Linked DNA regions of Arachis hypogaea: region 2 is linked to region 1. The links are chromatin contacts, called in public Hi-C maps. All regions are on one chromosome and are shown on one strand. Each heading gives the region's core, a stretch centred on a gene start, on an enhancer-like site or on the middle of the called end of the contact. The rest is flanking DNA. Distances are from core to core; before and after follow the strand shown. Region 1 holds the start of LOC112791184. Region 2 has its middle 14 kb from the start of LOC112791186.

Region 1 (7,429 bases), core at 1,891-4,390:
TGACACGACTGATGCATCTACAAGATCCCAAAAATAGATGTAGCCATCCTCAGAGCCAGCAGTTACATGAGCATCCGTATTGGTAAGGCAGCAATCCAATTTAAAAGACTGAGGATAACTAATTAGAAATTATTATTAAACCTGATAAGATGGACTAAGCCATAAAGCTTGCAAGGGCATGGTATAGTTGCTTAAAACACAAAAAAAAATGTGTTTTTAGAATGAACAAATGTCGGAATGGAAATGTGGTATGCCAGATATATAAATATACAAATGACGGTGAATCTTAACTTGTAGCTAAATTTGTAATAGAAGAAAGTAATAGAAACAGATTTTAACATCTCAGAACTAACCTTATTAGTGTGTCCTTTATATTCTTGCAATAACTCCCCTGTAGATCTGCCACAAGAAAGGATGAAAAAAACTTAGCAGGGAGTAAGATCCATGCTAAATTTCCTCTGAAAGTTATACACGTACCGGTCCAAAAGACGCAGAGTAGAGTCGAGACAACCAGCTAGAATGCAGTTACCATCATTGGACATGGATATGCAGTTAACAGGTTGCCCCAAGTTATCGGATGTTTCTCTGGTGTGTACAAAAGAAAAAATTAGTAGATTTCACGAAGCAGATGACAATACATGTGCGTATCGGGAGTGTTTCTCTTTCATTTTGAAATATGCTGCTACATGCCTGCCAATACGAATGTCAAAGGTTCGAACAGTTCCATCAACACTTCCTCCAATGATTTCAGTCTTTGTTAAGCAAACAGACATGACACTATCTGAGAATGTGTCAATAATCTGAACATCAATTGATAGGATAGACTTTATTAGTAATATTGGTGAGCGGGGAAAGGGAATGAGCATTATTAAAATGAATTCACCTGCATAGGCTCGGTGCTGTGGGATCTGCAGTCCCAAGCACGCAAGGATTGATCATAGCCAGCTGATACTACCACAGAGGAATACTCATTGAATTTCACAGCATTGACCTATGAAAGAAACTACATTACAAGAGTGATGTCTATAGCTATGAATTGAAGTGAAACAATAGAGGGGCAGGGAGCTAAATAGCGAATAGCAAATACCTCACCGTCATGACCACGGAACTTTCGAATTACACGGCCTGTAGCTACATCCCAATAAAAAATCTGGCGATCTCCACCACACGAACATAGCTTGGAGTTGTCCCTATATCAAATTATTAACATGCAATTGTGTTGATTACTAAGGAGAGAGAGAGAGAGAGAGAGAGAGAGAGAGAGTACGAAGTGACGTGGACATCGCGGACTTCGCGGCCGTGGGATTTGTAGGTCTTGATGTGGATGCCACGGTGGGGATTCCAGAGGCGTATGGTGCGGTCTTTGCCGCAGCTGAGGCAGTAGTTGCCGTCGGCGTTGAACCTCGCGGCAAGTACGGCGCCCTCGTGCCCCTTCAGCACATTCACCTCCTTCCGAGGAAGATCTTCCACGCTCATTCTTTCCAAAACCCTATCACGACCTTGCCTTCGGTTCAGTTCAATCTCCTTCACCAATCACAATCCTGACTCCCCCTAGCCATAGTAGCATAGTTATCAGAACAAATTGGTAATTGACCCGGTGGTCACTGGGTCACTAGTTCAACCGATTCATCTCGTTGATCGGGTCATAATTAAATAAAAATATAAAATTGCAAAAATGAAATTAAAACAAAAAATAAAAATGCATATGCTCACAAACATATTAAGACATAACTAATAAATTAGTCACTAGTACAATTTCAACTCGTTGATAATTTTCAACAAAAAATTCATTTATATAACTTTCAGCAACAAAAATTTTAGCTCCAAATTCGATTTACAGCAACAAAAAATTTAGCTAAGTGATTATTTAAGCAAGACGGCCATAAATTTAAGGTTCAGTGATCATAATCAGCAAAAAATTCAACTCTGATGTTTTCCAGCAACAAAAAAATTAGCTCAGTGATATGTTCATTATGTTCAGCAACAAATTCAACTTACAGCAACAAATTCGGCTCATTGATAATTTCCAACTACAAATTCAACTATGATAATTTTCAGCAACAAAAACTTTAGCTCCAAATATGATTTACAGCAAGAAAAAATTTGGCTAAGTCATTATTTCAGCAACACAGCAACAAATTCAACCACCAGTGATGATTTTCAGCAAAAAAGAAACTTAGCTCAGTGATATTTTCAGCAACAGATTCAACTTTCAGCACTAAAGCAAGGTGTAGCGATGATTTACAACAACGAAAAACAGGGCAATTTGTTGGAAACTCACCTGCCCAGAGACCAACTGACGGTAAAGGAAGCTGACCAAGCGAGCCGAAGCAAGAAGACGAGAACGACCACCAGCCGAGCGACCAGATGCTGGTTCCGTCTGCTTCTGCCGCCGGCGACTGACGACACAGAGCGCGACGACGAGCTTGAGTGGGAGACGACGACCAGATAAGGAATGGTCACTGAAGAACTCGCCAACCAGCCGACGACAAGAAAAGGATCGCAACGGGAAACGAAGAGCGCCGGCAAAAAGACGAACGTGCCCGTGGGTTCTGTGCACGTGAGTGACGCCGATGGGAGAAGTGGGAGGCTCGGTTGAGGTTAGTCCGGCGGCGACGGCAGCCTCTGGCTGATGGAGAGTAGCTCGGCGATGAAGAAGGGGATGTTGCTCTGCTCTGATAGGGTTTTAGGGTTGGGTTTGTGAGAGAGAAGGGGGAAGGGGGCTGGTTTTAAACGACGCCGTTTTCTTAATGTGAATAGCGAACCAGACTTAAAAATCCGGCCAGTTCGTCCGGTTTACCGTTTAATCGCCAATTCGACCGATTTTTTAACTAATTTTTTGCATAACAATTCTAAAGATAAACCGAATCGATTAAATTATCAATTTTCGATTAATCTAATCGAATCAGCTTATTCGGTCCGGTTTTAGAACAATGCTTTAGACAGTTAAGTTCTGTCCAAACAAGAAAAAAAGACCGTTTAAAGAATGGCTCACTCCGGCCAAATGATCGAGTGACTGGATTTCCAGCCGATTCATCTGAGTCGATTCGAGTTTGATAACACTGGCGACCGGGAGGCACTCGCCACTAGCCAGCCACCCATTCCCCGCCTTAGCAGCACTCCATTTAAGATTTGGGCTACAGCCCATTTCTCCATTACACATTTCCAATATCCGTTCATCTTATAAACAAATGGCCTAAGCAAGTCGGCCTTAAATCCTTAATACCTTTGTTTTTGGTACTTAAATCCTTAATACCTTTAATAAAGCAAAATGAAAAAATGGTCTGGTTACTCTTTTTTTTTTCACTTTTACAAGTCTAATAAAAGAAAAGAGCAACACCTAAAACACCAAAAACCCAGTGAAAAAAAAATCTTTTTGGGGGAATGGTATCATCAATATTTATGGACATGATGAAACTGAATTTGTCTTGACCGAAACCTGGCCTTAGATATTGGCTGATTTTATTTTTAATATCTTTATTTGATTCTAAATTGGATGGAAGATTGAAAGGTGGCATAGTGGCATATTAGTGGAAAATTAAAGGCAATTGATTATGTATTTATGTAATGTGCATAGTGGATCTTTTCTGTATTCCCCTGAAGCCTGAAAGTTGGGAGTTACAATCCATACGAAGGGTTGACTATAGTTATATAAGTAGATGCTGAGAGAAGCCATCTTGCATGTGCACTCAAGAAAGGAAAAAACGTGAATCCGAATTTTGCAGCATATATGGGTCTGAAAGAGGGAATTTTGTTGATGGTATTGAGTCTTGTCGTGTACGGAACGGCATCAAAGGACGGAGGAGGAGTGGAGCAGGCGGATTGCTTGAGGTCGTTGGTGGAGCTGAGATCTTGTTCGAATGAAATCCTCCTTTACTTCAGCAATGGCGGCGTCACTCATATTAGCTACAAATGTTGCTCTGCAATCACCCTCATCACGCATAATTGCTGGCCTGCGTTGCTCACTTCCTTGGGCATCACTCTTCAGGAAGCCCATTATTTACGTGGCTACTGTGATGCTTCTGCTTCTTCTCCTGCCTTCGCCCCTTCCCCTTCCCCTTCCCCTTCCCCTGATGTTCAAATTTCACTTAGGACTTAGCTACCAACAATGCTCAATCATCAATCATCGTGTTTCTATGTATAAGAGCAATGGAACTTACATAATATAATATATTATTTATTAGTCAAAGCGGGTAACATATATATAACAAGTAGTTCTTGTTTCTTATTCAATGTATACACCAAATTAAAATGCAAGTACTATTACTGCTTTCTAAAGAGTTTAATATCCCTCCAACGAGATTCCATATAGTTGGAAGGATCATTCTGAGTATAAACCCCAAACTTGAAGTAGAAAGTACCGGGTCCACGACCATCACCATCAAAATTGAGATTCCCATCAATGTAAACCTTGACGTTGTTGGCACCAACATCATGAATCACATTCAGCCTGAACCATCTATCATAGATGTTGTTCTGCACAACAGGATCCCTATAAGCCTTAAGAGAACCATCATACACCCTAAGCTGCAACGTTGTGGCAGAGGAGCTTCCACCGAACACTTGCATGATGCTCACACCGCTTGTTCCACTCGGCACGTAAAAGTCCCCTTCAAATTGCCACACACCGGATGTATAATCATATCCCTGAAAATTAATTAATTAACTTAATTAGCCTGCTTATTATAATGTTAATGACTTCATGTTAACTCACCGTAATGCGAATCTCGGTTCGTGGCAGGGTGGTGCTGGATGGTTCGAAAGGCTTGTCGGTGGAGTACACCCAGAATTTATGAACCCCATCTATGAAGGTGTAACGCTGGTTTTGTGGAACATCGTAAGGCTTTTGGACCTGGAAATTTGAGTTGCTTATTGGGAGTTGGGTGAACCCTTGTGTTGGATCAATGGCTGCTGAAAATGAGGCCAGTGTTAATTGCAAGAGGGTTACATGCAAGATGGGTAGCAGCACCATTGTTGCAGGTTGGAGGTTGTATTTCCAAAATGTTTATTGCAAGGTTTGGAATTCAATGGTTGATGCCTCAGGCTATATATATATATATATAATGTATGCAGATGAAGGGCAAAATACTCGAACGTGCTGCGGCTAATGATGATTTCTTCTTTGACATTCTTACTCCATTCTTCGTTGAAAAGTATTGGCAACTCTAAAATAGGTATATGTATGCGGTGTATTAGAATGAAAACAATAGTTAATAAATCAAACAAGCTTTTTTTATTTTTTTATTTATAATTTTGTATTTAGGGTGTGCAATTATTGTTATTTTTTTAGCAAAGTCCATCTTGTAAGATAACATAAAGGAAAAGTATAGGGTACCAACATATTATCCGCCAATTTCTGTCAATTCTTATTTATATTTGTGTTTCATGGAAGTGTGTTCGTAGATGTGTCTAATAATTAATATATTTTAAATACATATATAAAGAGACACATCCAAAAAATATATCTATAAAGACACTTCTATTAAACACAGTTATAAAAAAGACATTTTTGTTAGACACATCCACAAACACACTTCCATGAAACACAATTATAAATAAGAGTTGGCAGAAGTTGGCAGATATGCTGTTGGTAACGTAGCAGAACCGTAACATAAAATATTTATTGCCGGTGTTTTATTTTTTTTTCATTTTTTGGAGTGATTTTAGGGACTTAAATACTTGATTTTGATGCATTAAACTAAATTAAAAACCGATTGAAAATGTGAACAGCTATGATTCCAATTATGTGACTATTTGTGTAGATATAGTGGATGGTTCATTGACCATGACTACCACGATCAGCCGCCGTGCCCAAAAAAAAAAAAGGCATAAATTACAGGCTTGTGGACTTTCTTTTTCTTCTCCCCTACGCCCCTACCCAAAAGAATATAGCACAACTCTTTTTTATTACATTGTCTTATTGGTAAGGGTATAGTACACTTTAATTCCATATATTTCTTTTTCCTCTTTTGGTATTCAACTAATCAACTTCTCCCCATTGTTTCATTCAAATAGGAGAACGTTTCCTCGTATGCAGATAACTCATAACAAACAAAGATAAATAGGAAATTCAAAGCTGCATTAATAAGAGTTTTTTCACAAATTGGAAATGAACTAAATAGTTAAATGAAAAAGTCTCAACCAGAATAGAACTCACTTAAATCAATTTGGATTAGTTCGATGGTTCGATTCCGCGTTGTGTATGTAGCAATTTATTATCCAACGGCTGACTCTTAAATAGAGATAAAATTCGTGACTGTCGTTAACCTGCTGGGTTAGAGGATATATAGTGGAAAACAAAAAGAAAAGAATAGAACTCAATTAATACTTGTGGAATGCTTCGAGGATAACTCAACAATGGCATTGTATATACTTTTCATGAAGCTAGTCGGGTTCCGGTGGTCAACAAAAGTAGATTGTGGTTTATTTTTCCATAGTCCAAACAACTAAAGAAACAATAGCATGATACAACTAAATAAGAAACAGTCAACAAAACAGCACACTTAAGGTTTATTCTATGACCACAAAATACTGAGACGCTTAAAGTTGAGACATGAAAGAGTTGAAAGAAGGTTGTTCTACATGTTACTGGAAGAGAAGGAGTTTGCAACATCAATAACAAAGCGATATTTAACATCGGATTTGCTGAGCCTTTCGATAGCAGTGTTGATCTCATCCATCTTAATCAGCTCAATATTTGCAGTTATGTTATGCTTTGCACAGAAATCAAGCATCTCCTGAGTCTCCTTCAGCCCTCCAAAGTTGCTTCCCCCTATAAGCTTCCTTCCTGCACATGACTTACACTTTTCATTCCAATGACTAAATCCATACAGGTTTATAGTACTAGAAATGTGAATTCTTGGTTTCCTGATTACTTACCTCCAACCAAGGGGAAGATAGGCAGCTGAAGAGGCTTGCTAGGCAGCCCTACATTGACCAGCTTTTCGTTCAGCTTCAGCAGACCAAGCAGGGGAGCCAGCGGATGGACGGCCGAAATCGTGCTGATGATATAATCCATTGTTCCCATGGCAGCCTGCATGAATCATGTGCAAAAATAAACACAACAACATGGTTGGCTAATTCCTTGTGATACACGCTATCTCACCTTCATTTTTTCAGGATCAGAGGAAAGAAGGAAAGAATCAGCCCCTAGAGTGTGAATGGCCTCAGCTTCCTTGTTGGGAGAGCCACTAATGACAGTAACTTTGAGACCAAATGCTTTGCCAAATTTGATGGCAACGTGGCCTAAGCCGCCGAGGCCGGCCACTCCCAAATGCTTGCCGGGCTCTGTCATCCCATAATACTTCATGGGGCTATACACAGTAATCCCAGCACACAGAAGAGGGGCACCGGCATCAAGGGGTAAGTTGTCGGGAAATCGAAGCACAAAGCGCTGGTGAACAACCACGAAATCGGAGTAGCCACCCTG
Region 2 (7,429 bases), core at 2,940-5,439, 50 kb before region 1:
CAAAAAGTTGCCACTTCTTTGATATTCAAATGATGAGGAGTAGGATTAAGCATAATGAACTACAGACATACCTACATCAGGTTTCTTGAACCTGTCCAGTATATCATCAAACGCAAATAGATAAGATTCAGTCTTTGCAACCTTAAAAGTTCAAAGCCTTGACATTACCGAACCAATGTATACAGTATAGTCTTCGTTAAGACCATCGATTATTACTTGTATGTGATTTGAGTCAAGTACCTCATAGTCGAGAGCAAAAAGGCATCAACAACATTCCGAATCTTGTTCAGAAAGTTTCATTTTTCTTATCTGATTTGAGTTGGGATTTCAAACTCTGTGAAACAGAAGCATCTTCAAAGTTTTTTTCAATTCTTTCCCAAACTTCATAAAATTGTGAGAGATGAATTACCTTGTTCTTGATGCTGGTAGTCATCAATTCTATAAGCTAAGTAGTGAGAGTTTAATCTTGTAATTTTCATGTCTTGTACTTTGTCGATTCAAAAATTGTTTTGGTCGTTTCATCAGTCACGAACTGCGGCGGAATCTTATAGCTGTATAAATGATTTTCCATCGAGAGGCTCTGAATCATTAATATTGTCGTGTGTCTCCATGTGCTATAGTTGTCTTGAGTGAGTTTATCTGAGAAAAGTGAGAAAGTCTTTTTAAAAGAGTCATAGAAGATAATCTCTATGATAAAGATGAACAAGATTATAGGCTCTGAATACCATAAAAGAAGAATTGAAAATCCTAGAGAACAGTTTTGTAGTGAAAGAAGAAATTAAGCAGCAGAAAATTCTTGAATAAAGAAGATTTCTTGAAAAATATAAAAACAATGAATTCTATTAAAAATATAAAATAAAAAACATGCTAAACTTACAAATCTATATTTCTCACACCTATTTATAATTCTCTAACTAACTATCCACTAGACAATTCTCTCAATATTTTCTAACAAGATACATTGATTCAGTATTTTGTGTCTATAAACAAAAGCTAGCAGTCACATACAACAACTAGAAATTTGCTAATAGAGAATACGTGCAACACAAAACGATACGATGAGAGTTGGCTATATTCCCATAACAAAGCTCTCATTAACTCATCGATTAGATACGTAAATCCATAGCTTAATTGTTAATGCACGACTCGCTAGCTGCTGGAGATATATATTTATTTTGAAACAAAAGGAGATGTGAGAATGACGTTACTAACATAGTACATTAATAGCAATGAGTTTTAACACTAGTAATCCAAGGCCTCACCTTTATCACGTTTGGTGCATTAATGGGTCTTGTGGGTCGAGCAGGTAGCAGCATTTATATCATTAGTTAGATAAATGTGTTTAGCGTTGTGAGTTGTGTTGGTCCTTTCATTCAAAGTTAGTTGCTTCTATCACTTCACTTCTGTGAACATGCTATGCTACTTCTCATTTCAGAACCTATACTACTCTCTCCCTTGACTCATGCATTATTTCTCTTCTAGTTATAGTCATCACTCATGGAGACCAAGAGAATTGTGTTTGTGTTATTGTGTGTATTTTCTCTTTCCAGCAGTGAACATTAATTTCAACGTTACTGATGGCTTTTTCGTCAGTAATAAATTCTCACAAAAAGGGCAACGTTATTGTTTGAATTACTGGCGAATTTTCATGTCTATTGGTAAATTTTGTGAAAATTCATCTCCTTTATTATTGACAAAAAAATTCATCTAAAATTTCATCAACCAACAGATTATTTTCATTAATGAAATCCATTAGTAATAAGTTAATTTGTTTTTTTTTTTTTTGTCTTACACTACACACTAAAAAGAATCCTATATTCCTTTTATTTTGTCATGGACAAACACTAATTGTTATGGCTTAAAGCTTCATTTAAGGTTTGTCACTAATCAATAGATGACTGTATACACAAGATAAGATTCAAATCCTCAAAACTTACTTAAAGGGATTAATGAACTAACTACTAAACCAACCTAATTTAATTAAAAGAATTCTCTATTCTATTCCTAAAATTTGAACCCTGATACAACTTGAATATAAGCCTAATAAGCTGTTTCTTTAGTTGTCTCATCACAATGAAAGTGACAAAATTTGTAGCATCCAATTAGGGTCCACCCTCCCTTTTTTTTTTCCTAAAAAATGGTAAGTCCAATTCTAAACCCTTGGTCGTCATTGAAAGTGTCAAATTTGTGTTCAGTTTTCACCATCCAATAATAAAGCTCTATGTTATTTTGATCCTATTAAGTATAAAGTATAAACTAATACTGACATACGAAATTATAAGTGATTAATAAAATGGCAAGCGAAGCTAGAAGCTTTAATTTGTAATTATACCCTTAGTTTAAGTATTCTTTCATTTGCACAAAATATTACACTGAATCAGTTTAGATTTTCAAGCCTGAAAAGACTTGCAATGAACCTACCCTTTGAGCTCCGACCAAATTAAAGCAAATTGAAGAATATCTGTTTAGTTGCAATATCCATCTATAGCTACTGATTTAGGGTTCAAAACAAGGATCGGAACATATCAATATATTGAATGATACATGTACGAATGAGAAATCTGTAAGTGGTCACTGCCTCACTGGTCAACATGCATTTGCTGTGGATAATGAATAATAATTATAGTTGATGATGCAGTTTATTGACATTCTTCTTCTTCTTCCTTACGCTATGGATTAATACATAACTTGGAAACTTAATATACGTCATTCCTGCATCGCTTTCAAATTGTTATCTGCTTCTCGAATTTGCTGGTTTGCGGAATTGTATGTAGAAAAAGAAAAGATAATAATTGTCCTATCGATGATGATTCAATTAGTTAATTAGTTATGCACAGCTGCCTCCGCGAAAAATCATGCATATGATGAATCCTATTTTAATTTTTAGGGTTCTGAAAATGATGAGATTGATTGCAGTAGTGAGTATGTAGGTGAAGACAGAAGATAGAATAGAAAAGTGTTAGCAATAAGAAAAAAACACATATTGTATGGCCTAATTAGGGCTCTTCTTAACATTCATGGTTTGCTGAAAGTTACAATGGGGGGCTGTGGCCATATATATATTCGCAAGAGAACGATATCTTCTTCTCTGCTTCTTTGCTTCTGCAGCTGGAACAATAATCTCCTTCCCGAAAATCTCTTGTATCTTAGCCATTATAATATCATTCTTTCGACTTTGATCAACCTCTTCTTCTTCTTCTTCTTCTCCTTCTTCTACCAACAACCTTCTTCTCTTCTTTTTCCTCATCTCGCTCTTCCTTATATTATTCGCATTGTTGTTGTTGCTCTTTTCTTCGTCGCTCAGTTGCATTAGCTGCTTCGCCGCTTCCATTTCCGACTCACTAATCAAGCCATGCTGAACCTTGTTATTATTGTTATTGTGTTTACATACAGAAGAAGAAGATGATGATGACGAAGAAGGAGGTGTTTCTGCGGCCATTGTAGCCTATCTATGGCTTTTCTTTTTCTTTGTTTCAAAATGAAAATGGCAACAATGGAATTATTGGAAGTTAAGACACACCTAAATGATAGTGATGATGATGATGTTTTAGCGTAGAGCGCGTTTTGAGGTACGTGTTGTGTGAGTTCGTTCGATGTGAAGAAAGAAGAAAGTCAGAAACTGCGAGGTTACTTCTATGAACATGGCTTGAATTTTCTTATTTATAATAATATTTTCCTATTTACTTTAAATTATGGTGGTGCCTCGTGGGTCCATATATATTATATCATTTCACTGGTATATTCCGTACGTGTTTCTTCTTTTGTTATTGAGGAATTAAATCTTTTTAATTTTTTTTATTTGAGTGTTTGGTGTGATTTCTCAATGTATATTGTATAAATAAAATTAAAAAATATTAAATAATTAAAAATTATTCTTACGCCTTTAATTGAAAAAAAAAAAAAAGAGGATCCATTCTTTTATTATTGGGCCATGTTACTTAAAACACGGATTGGTGACCGTTGGATTGACATCGTTTCTTATCTTTGACTAAATGGAATCCAATCTAACGGTTCACTGAGGCGCAAATCTTGCTTTTAGGCTTTTTCATGTGAATGCACCAATTATAGGTTCGGGACTTTACACTTTGTTTATTTTTGTTTTTCTTGATTCCCCTAAGGAATTGAACATAAAGTTGACATGGTATAGTAAGTTGACCCAAGTCATGGAAGAAATCAGCCACGTATGATTAAGTTTGTTGCCTTCTGAAGAAATAGGAGCACACACTGACAGGGAAAGCCTCATTATTTATTCGTACCACAACACTGCATTCTCCATTCCAAATTTGATCTGTTGTCTCTATAATATTTTTTAAATTATTAAGTCCACTACTGACCCAACTGGGCATCAAGTTTTGTTGTAGCTAGTTGTTTAGGATGCTAAATGGTTCTTCTTAATTCATGCTAATTAATCAAATATTATAAAAGAAACTATTTCACTAAGTGGGGAATGAATAACCACAATAATAATAATTTTTTTTCTTATTTGAAATTAATATTTAATTTCTCTCAATAGCTCACCTATTTTCTTTTCTGTATTTTCCCAGTCTCACACACAAGTGTTCGTGTGCGAGCTGCTGCTTCCTTTTTTTTTTTGGAATTAAAATGCTATAGGTTAACTTATGCAAGTTAGAACAACTTGGAAGAAAAGCAAGCTATGTACATTATCGCGTCACGATTTCTCTCATCTTTCACAGAGTCCTAAAAAGCTAACTCTTTTTTTTTTTAATTTCGGTTTTCTTTAATTTTTTTTTGTTGTCTATCACATTTCTTAATTCTACATATTAACAACTAATCTGTCATAAATAAATTTGACTTTCATTTAATAGTCTATTGTTCACAATTGATTTAGCACATCTACCAAGTAAGATTTAAACTCTAACACTTGTTCAAGCTGATTTGTGAGCTGACCAATCATCCGATCTAAATTAGTTCGGTTTTTTAATGAAAAAGTATAAGTAAACAATGAAAATACTAAACAATAGTGAATAAAAAATATATCGAATGTTCAATTCAATATGTATGCAGATGATTATATTCATTATTTTTAATTAGATAGTTATTTTTTTATTTGATTTACTCATGCACAGTTAACAATGACTAGATATTCATTTCACTAGGTGTGTACAGATAATTATCCTAATATTAAAGTTGAGATAATTTGAGAATAGAATTTTTTTTACTTTATTGGATCAATTTTATAATTTATTGTTCATATTATTTACAAAAATTATTGTCTATCTAACAAAATTTTTCTTTAATTGTCACCGTAAAAGATTTTATATATTATTGAATCAATTTCTTTATACAATCTGTATCATACATAAATTGTATTTAGATATATATATATTTTTTGGTGACTAGTATTTAGATATATTAATCCATGTATCAAAATTTCAGGGAAATAAAGAAAAAAGAAATAGAAGAAATATGACAAAGTTTCCTAAGTTTGACCTTTCAACAAAAAAAATTCACAATTTTCAGCACTCAGTGAATTTGAAAACAGTTTTGACTTGACTTGAGATCAAGCAAGAGAAGGTGAAACATACGAACGTGTGAAGCTTACTGGTTATAAAATTCACAAGCTTCATGCTTCAGCCAATTGAGCGTGTAACTTGACGTGACTACGTCAGCAAAAATGGGAATAAGGGTGTGTGATATTTTCTTCTTTGCCCTTAAGTTTTGTTAAAAGCTTATTGATTGCGTCTGCGTTGAACTGTTAAAAGGGTATAAATACTCATTAATGTAAATGCCATCATATTTTGTGCCAACATTTTGTTTACTACTAAAATTATTTTTAATTTTTTTATGTGCAGACAAAAATACTTTTAAATTTTTATGACGTTAAATATATATTTTTAAAAAATATTTTAAAAATATGAATTTTGATATAAATTTTGTAAATATAATTAAAAAATATATTTTTATTATTAAAATTTAGTAATTTTACATTAACTTAATTTTTTTTCAATTTTTTTATTAATGACAAAAAATAATTTTAAAAATAAAAAATTATAAAAAATAAATTTTAGTTTTTTTGTTAGAATTTTTTAAATAAAATAAAAAATAATAAACCCAGTGGAAGCATTTGTCTTTGTCCTTTTCATTTTCAATCTCTCTTCCAAATTCACTTTGGTCGTCTTTTCTTTCTGTCGGTTCGACGCTGGTGAAGTTCATTGCGGACGACATTCTTAGTTCCAAGTCAATAAATAATAGGTTAGTTAGAGTTAATTTTTTTAGCTTAGTTAGAATTATTGTTTACATGTTAGATAAAATAATTAGTTATAGGTTGCATGTTAGCTAGAGTTATAGATTTACTGTTTACATGTTAGTTAGACTTACTGTTAATTGTTTTTATGTTAGTTAAAATTTTTATGTTATTGTTCTTAAGAATAGTTGTTGTTTATTATCTATAACATGTTAATTAGTATAACAAAGTAAATTGTTAGTTAGTTTAGTGAGAATAATTAGTTTAAGTTGTAAATCAAAAGGTAATTAGTTGAATAATTAATTAGGTTAAGTTAGACTAGAAAAAAACTTGATTAGTAAAATTTAGGGTTCAGTTAGTTATTTACTAAGATTTTAAACTGTTTTGGATTTAAATATTTTTTTATTAATTTAGTTAACGTAAAAGGAACTGAGTTCAGTATGTGTGATTTCGTTTTACTAGATTCTGTGTTAGATGGAGCAGCAGTTACAGGTTGGATCACGCTGAGTACATTGTTAGTTCAGTAAACTTGTTATTTTATGTGTTTACCGTTCTGATTTTTTTTTGTTTCCGTTTTTGGTAGGCGCCTCGAATCTTGCGCACCAGGCAGAATTTGATGACACAGCAGCTGACGGAGGAAAATTGTCGGTAAAGATTTTCACAAAAATATCATGTTGCAAGTATAGTTCTATACCAACAAATTATCCTCGATCAATGTTTAATTTGTTTGTCATTTAATCAAACTCAATAAAATTAGCCAAAGTATTTAAATCTCGGGTCGTCTCTCAAAGGAATTGCAGGGAAGTGTAGTTTATTATTGGTTATGAGAAAGTATATTTTTGGGGTTTCGTAATAAGAAACAAGAAAGTAAAATGACAAGAAAATAAACTAATAACTAAGAAAGCTCTTAGCAAGAAAAGAGAATTAGAAGTCATATCCTCATTATCGTCATCAATTGTGATGGTAAATATAAATTGTCTTCACTTAGTTAACCTCTAACCAATGAAGGAAAGTCAAGTGCATACAATCAATTTGAGTTCACAAGTTCTAGTCAACTCATAGCGAGAGACTAGATTTAGTGAAGTTCAAGCTAATCGGCAATCTTCAATTACCAATCAACAAGAAACTTTGACAATTCAAGAGTCTTCAAATCATCAACCCAAGCCAAAAACACAAAAATCTATTTTAAAATCCAACCAAACATTTTATCAAACACTTGGAAGA

What was found. Hi-C and Micro-C count contacts between places; a contact is called where the count stands out from the background.
Region 2: a contact with region 1 is called in a Hi-C map of an unstated tissue, with 3 times the contacts expected there. The contact joins the enhancer-like site here to the promoter of LOC112791184 in region 1. A contact is called at or near these places in 2 of 8 Hi-C or Micro-C datasets (leaf and an unstated tissue).

What each region holds. Positions count from the first base shown.
Region 1 is chr3:121,876,701-121,884,129 of arahy.Tifrunner.gnm2.J5K5, reverse strand. LOC112791184 reads right to left here and starts at 3,140. Exons shown (of 9, transcript XM_025833913.3): 1 at 2,282-3,140; 2 at 1,268-1,541; 3 at 1,088-1,190; 4 at 884-991; 5 at 691-800; 6 at 478-585; 7 at 354-399; 8 at 1-108. The coding sequence starts at 1,476. It overlaps LOC112791185 (citrate-binding protein), which reads right to left and starts at 5,153. Exons shown (of 2, transcript XM_025833914.3): 1 at 4,715-5,153; 2 at 4,157-4,647. The coding sequence starts at 4,972. The coding sequence ends at 4,264. It overlaps LOC140183569 (egg cell-secreted protein 1.3-like), which reads left to right and starts at 3,731. Exons shown (of 1, transcript XM_072232023.1): 1 at 3,731-4,099. The coding sequence starts at 3,731. The coding sequence ends at 4,099. LOC112791183 (probable mannitol dehydrogenase 1) reads right to left here. Exons shown (of 5, transcript XM_025833911.3): 3 at 7,106-7,429; 4 at 6,880-7,033; 5 at 6,348-6,787. The coding sequence ends at 6,579.
Region 2 is chr3:121,927,546-121,934,974 of arahy.Tifrunner.gnm2.J5K5, reverse strand. No RefSeq gene overlaps it. Among protein-coding and RNA genes, the nearest start is that of LOC112791186, 14 kb to the right of the region's middle. Within about 2 kb of position 4,189, at least 2 of the 3 cell types and tissues checked have open chromatin away from gene starts, as enhancers often do.